2 separate regions of the Pan troglodytes genome follow, and region 1 is linked to region 2. Evidence: chromatin contacts called from public HiChIP or PLAC-seq data. All regions are on one chromosome and are shown on one strand. The core of a region is the stretch at or near the end of the contact, and the rest is flanking DNA. Distances in the headings are between cores, read along the strand shown. Region 1 holds the start of MUTYH (mutY DNA glycosylase). Region 2 holds the start of NASP (nuclear autoantigenic sperm protein).

Region 1 (2,700 bases), core at 12-2,511, 240 kb before region 2:
GGGCTCAGTTGAGAGAAGCTGAAGATTAACTATAAACAATGAGTAACAAAGGAGCACTGGAAGGCAGAGGTGGATGGGAATCGTAGTGTTTACGGAGGAACTAGTCTCCAATAGGAATCTCTTTTTTTTTGAGACGGAGTTTCGCTCTTGTTGCCCAGTCTGAAGTGCAAAATGGCGTGATCTCGGCTCACCGCAACCTCTGCCTCCCAGGTTCAAGCGATTCTCCTGCCTCAGCCTCCCAAGTAGTGGGATTACAGGCGCCCGCACCATACCCAGCTAATTTTTTTTGTACTTTTAGTAGAGACGGGGTTTCACCATGTTGGCCAGGCTGGTTTTGAACTCCGGACCTCAGGTAATCCGCCCGCCTCGGCCTCCCAAAGTGCTGGGATTACAGGCGTGAGCCACCGCGCCCGGCCTAGGAACCTCTTTCAAGTTCAATCACCCTCTAGGTCGACTATACCGCCTAGCTGCTTCACAATTTGTCCCTTCCTCGCCATCCATACTGCCAGCCTTAATTCAAGTTCACATTATCACTTGATTGGATTATTACAAAAGCTTCCCTACCAATCGGTCGCTCTTACACCCTCGGCAGCCTCCTCCGATGGCCTACTCCCCGCCTCTTTCACTTTCTGGAGATCACTGAGCTCTCCATCCTCTCTGGGAATTTACCGATGCCCAGAACGCCCTTCTTTCCCCCACACGACCCTCTCCTAGTCTAACTCCTGGGCGTGCTTTAAGCTCAGCTCAGGCAGCGTCACCTTCTCTGGAAAGCCCAAACCCAGCCACCCCACTACCCCCTACCCGCGGCCCACGCTGATGAAGACAGCAGAACACGGAGGCCCCGCGTTCCCGCCGCGAGTGCAGGAGAGAAAGATTACCTCCCGCGAGCTCTAGCGCGCCCGGCTTTCCGGCGCACTCCAGGGGGCGTGGCTCGGGTCCACCCGGGCGGCGAGCCGGCAGCACAGGCCAATAGGCAATTAGCGCGCGCCAGGCTGCCTTCCCCGCGCCGGACCCGGGACGTCTGAACGGAAGTTCGACCCCTCGGCGACCCGACGGCGAGACCCCGCCCCATCCCCGACTGCCTGAACCGCGCCAGGAGACGGAGCCCAAGTCCAGCGTACCCACAGACGACTCAGGCGGGAGACGAGCGGTGTCATGGCCGCCGACAGTGACGATGGCGCAGTTTCAGCTCCCGCAGCTTCCGACGGTGAGCGGCTTCCCAGAGGTAGCCTTCAAAGCCTCTGCGCTCTGGGAGAGGGGAAGGCCTCGGGCTCATAGTTCTAGAGGCTCCTCAAGCTTCAGAGGACTGCTCCTTCCGCCTGAACTAGCCACGAGGAGACTACAAGTCCCGTTGTACACCGCGGCTCCGGCCGCAAAAGCCTGGAGCGTTGGGAGCATGGGGCTGATGGAGGCATGGCGGGAGATGTAGTCTGGAGCTCATAACGGTTAGTAATAATAGTTGTGATTCAGTTCAGTGGAGTGGATTGAGCGTTGTGATCCAAAGGAAGGTAGGACGTATTGGGAGCTCTGGTGTGGGGCACTGCCAGGCTCTGGGGCTTACTGGGAGCTGTTGCTTGTGGCGCTGGGGCACCATGAGAACAGTAGTATGGATCCCTGTGGGATATTAAGGGAGCTGAGATCCTCAAGCCCTGCAAAATGTTTCCTGCAGGACATGGGAAAAAAGAATCAAAGGTCGTCTAGTCCAACTTTCTCCTCTACAGATTGTGAAAGCGAGGTGGGAAGTAATTTACCCAGGCTCATACAAGCCAGTAGAAGACTCAGGCTTCCTCTCCCCAAATTCAGGGCATTCTCCACTCCAAGGCCTGTGTGTAGAACACGTGGGTTACAAAGGCTTGTGGGAAAAGCTACCAATGGAAACTACCCCCCTTACCACCATCACCGTGGCCTAGCTTGGTGTCTGTTCCCCTGGGCTCTTTCCTTAAGCATGAACATCCATCACCCTCCTAACCCCCAGGTGGCGTCAGCAAAAGCACAACATCTGGGGAGGAGCTAGTAGTCCAGGTTCCCGTAGTGGATGTGCAAAGCAACAACTTCAAGGAGATGTGGCCATCCCTCCTGCTAGCCATAAAGACAGCTAATTTCGTGGCTGTGGACACGGTGAGAGTTGGGAAACAAGGAGGGCAGGTGGTTGTGAAGGGGCTGGTGCTAGAGGCCTGTCACAACTCTCCCTTTACCTACCCACAGGAGCTGAGTGGGCTTGGGGACAGGAAGAGTTTGCTGAACCAGTAAGTATAAGCCCTTTTCTCTTTAGTGCCAGCCCTCAACTGTGGAGTGGGGGGGTCACAGACCTGGGTGGTTTGGGTCCTTCATAAGGCTAACTCCTAGCCACAGCAACCCCCATACCCAACCCCAAGGTGCATCGAGGAACGTTACAAGGCCGTGTGTCATGCTGCCAGGACCCGTTCTATCCTTTCCCTGGGCCTCGCCTGCTTCAAGCGGCAGCCAGACAAGGTATGAGCTGATCTCACCCCAATCCTAGGTGTGGCTGTGGGGTGGAGGGTAGAGAGATTCTGGGGAACATCAGATAGGAAGCATTTCTCTCCCAAATCTTTTTTTTTGACTTGATAGTTTGTTTGTTTTTTTTTAATTTGAATAGGTTTATGGGGAACAGGTGGTGTTTGGTTAAATGAGTAAGTTCTTTAGTGGCGATTTCTGAGATTTTGGTGCACCCATCACCCA
Region 2 (2,700 bases), core at 194-2,693:
TCTTGTACCTCAAAGTTGCTCAGTGAATATTAATTTAATGGATGAATCGGTCACACCAGTAATTGCAGAGGTTTTCTCAGGCCCTAGCCCTGGCTGCAAGGACTTTGGAGAGATCTCCCCTCCCAACACCCACCATTTACCACATCATCAGACTGTGGTAGCCATTCAATGAGTGCTTAGCGTGAATTCTACACAGTGCTAATTACCTGTAATTCTCACAATGTCCTTAAGCGGTGGCTACTAATATGTCTTCATTTTACACTTAACCTTAATCCTAGCTACTCGATTACAATCCGGGTTACGTGACCTGGCTCACGTCACCTAGCTAATAATGGAAGAGCCCATGTATGTTTGCCATAGGAATTGGCATTTTCACGTCCAGCTCTCTAGCCCCAAAGATTTCAACCTCTTCGAGCCTTGACAGATTGGAATAAGAATCCTCTCCAGGAATCTTTCCCAATATGCTGGAACCTAAAGGGAAATAAAAACCCCTACTCCGATCAGCGTAGACTGGGCCATGGTGAAAAGGAATGGATGATACTCCAGGTGTGAGGAATTGCAGCTTTTTAGCCTGCCAGTTATTTTTCACTCAGCCATTTGCAGGAAATGAGGCACACTGCTTTCCATAACCGATTTGTCTTGCAACTTTCTGAACAAGTCACAGCTTCCCTTTTTTTTTTTTTTTTGAGACGGAGTCTCGCTCTGTTGCCCAGGCTGCAGTGCAGTGGCGAAATCTCGGCTCACTGCAACCTTTGCCTCCCGGGTTCAAGTGATTCTCCTGCCTTAGCCTCCCGAGTAGCTGGGATTACAGGAGCCTGCCACCACACCTGGCTAATTTTCGCATTTTTAGTAGAGACGGGGTTTCACCATGTTGGCCAGGTTGGAACCTTGGCCTATTTATTTATTTATTTTTGAGACGGAGTTTCGCTCTGTTGCCCAGGCTGGAGTGCAGTGGCGAGCTCTCGGCTCACTGCAACCTCTGCCTTCCGGGTTCTAGTATTCTCCTACCTCAGCCTCCCGAGTAGCTGGGATTACAGGCGCCCGCCACCACGCCCGGCTAATTTTTGTATTTTTTAGTAGAGACGGGGGTCTCACCATCTTGGCCAGGCTGGTCTTGAACTCCTGACCTCGTGATCCACCAGCCTAGGCCTCCCAAAGTGCTGGGATTACAGGCGTGAGCCACCGCGTCCGGCCCCTTGGTTTATTTTTCTAAGAAACAGACTAACACTGATCTCACTAGTAGCATTGTTAATATTAAACAAGATAGCTAATAGCTTTAAAGCGTCTAATCACGGTACCCCCACGAGTAGTAGTCACACAGCAAATCATAGGCAGGAGTGGACAAAAAGCGCTGGGAGCATTAATCCTGGTAGATTTGGAGTCTGGGCAGGGCCTAAGAGGATGGGATCAGCGGATTGGGCCAGCCAAAGGGGGCGGGTTCAGAGGGAGGAGCCAGCTGCCTCCCGCGGCAAGCCCCGAGCTTTGAATCAAGCGCGGTAGTTTCAGCTGTAGCCAATCCTAGAACAAAATCTTCTTGCGTCAGTTGTTGCTGAGGCCCAGATCTCACCCAGATCAGTTCTAGTCGCTGCTGCTTGTACCCGTCCTCGGCCCTTGCGTGTCCGTCCGTTACGACTCAGAGGACGGAGAGAAAGTCTAAGTCACCTTCCTCAGTATCCAGGCCGGAAGGAGACTCTCAGCTACTCGCCCTGAACATGCAGAGCAGCACTGGCTTCCCTGTCTCTGGATGCCGCAGGGGCGTCCTGTCAGGAGTTGTAGTGTCAAGATTCCAGTTCTTCTTATGCGACTTGCTGGAGAAGCAGGAAGTTGCTGTTTATCGGAGAAGTCGGGCTAGGGAGGGAAACAATCCCGCGGAGCCATATGGAGAGGGCAGGAGGTGTCTAGATAGTGGTAGGCCGGCGGGGGACGGAGAGTATGGGTGTTGAGTCCTGGCCCTTTAAACCCGAGGGGGAGGATCCGGAAGTGGATGGGCGGGGCGAAGGGTCCTCGTATATAAAAGGGCCCCGGCCGCGCGGGGTCTCTAATCTGCCATTTTCTGTCCCTGAGTGAGTCTCTGGCGTCCCAAATTGCCTGTTTTTCTCGCAGGCTCTATTCCGTTCGCTGGTTCGCCACCTCAGGGGAACGATGGCCACGGAGTCCACAGCCACTGCCGCCGTCGCCGCGGAGCTGGTTTCTGCCGACAAGTAAGCGGGACTGTGGAAAGCTTAAGGCACTGGCCAGTCCGCGGGGAGGGCTAATGGACGGGGGCTCCGGAGAAGGGGCAGACCGATGGGCGGGAGTACTTGCCTTCCCAAGAGCAGCTGTCGCTGTTCGGGAAGGCCTGGTCACTGGAGCAGTCCTTCTTTTGCTGAGAGCCTCGCGCAGCAGCGGTAACGGCGGTCGGCTGGCGCCCCCTGCCCCGCTTTTCGCGGCCGCCATCTTGCCGGGGGCAGCGGCGGCTGTATCCTTCGCCTGCCCCTCTCCTTCCTCCCCCGGCCCGGGGCGGTTGGCCGGGAGGCGGGGCCCTGGCGCGCGGGTTGGCCTTCACGCCCCTTCTGTCCCCAGCGTGTGCCTCTGGTAGAATCCCTGGATAACCCGGGAATATAACCAACGGAGATTTGGCGCCAAAAGGGAAAAAAAACCTTGCACGAGGAAGGAGGCTGGACCTGAGGGGTCGGGGTGGGCGGGGCCTTGCTGAGGGCG

What was found. HiChIP or PLAC-seq counts read pairs in DNA pulled down with a chosen protein or histone mark.
Region 1: an H3K4me3 HiChIP or PLAC-seq map of stem cell-derived excitatory neurons shows a contact between it and region 2, with 4 times the contacts expected there. The contact joins the promoter of MUTYH here to the promoter of NASP in region 2. A contact is called at or near these places in 1 of 7 Hi-C or Micro-C datasets (induced pluripotent stem cells) and 1 of 1 datasets of contacts at active chromatin or transcription factors (stem cell-derived excitatory neurons).

Annotation. Positions count from the first base shown.
Region 1 is chr1:185,625,807-185,628,506 of NHGRI_mPanTro3-v2.0_pri, reverse strand. It overlaps MUTYH (mutY DNA glycosylase), which reads right to left and starts at 1,261. Exons shown (of 17, transcript XR_010154093.1): 1 at 1,122-1,261. It overlaps TOE1 (target of EGR1, exonuclease), which reads left to right and starts at 934. Exons shown (of 8, transcript XM_513124.9): 1 at 934-1,207; 2 at 1,976-2,118; 3 at 2,206-2,246; 4 at 2,376-2,472. The coding sequence starts at 1,156.
Region 2 is chr1:185,382,738-185,385,437 of NHGRI_mPanTro3-v2.0_pri, reverse strand. NASP (nuclear autoantigenic sperm protein) reads left to right here and starts at 1,443. Exons shown (of 15, transcript XM_001158313.7): 1 at 1,443-2,201. The coding sequence starts at 2,143.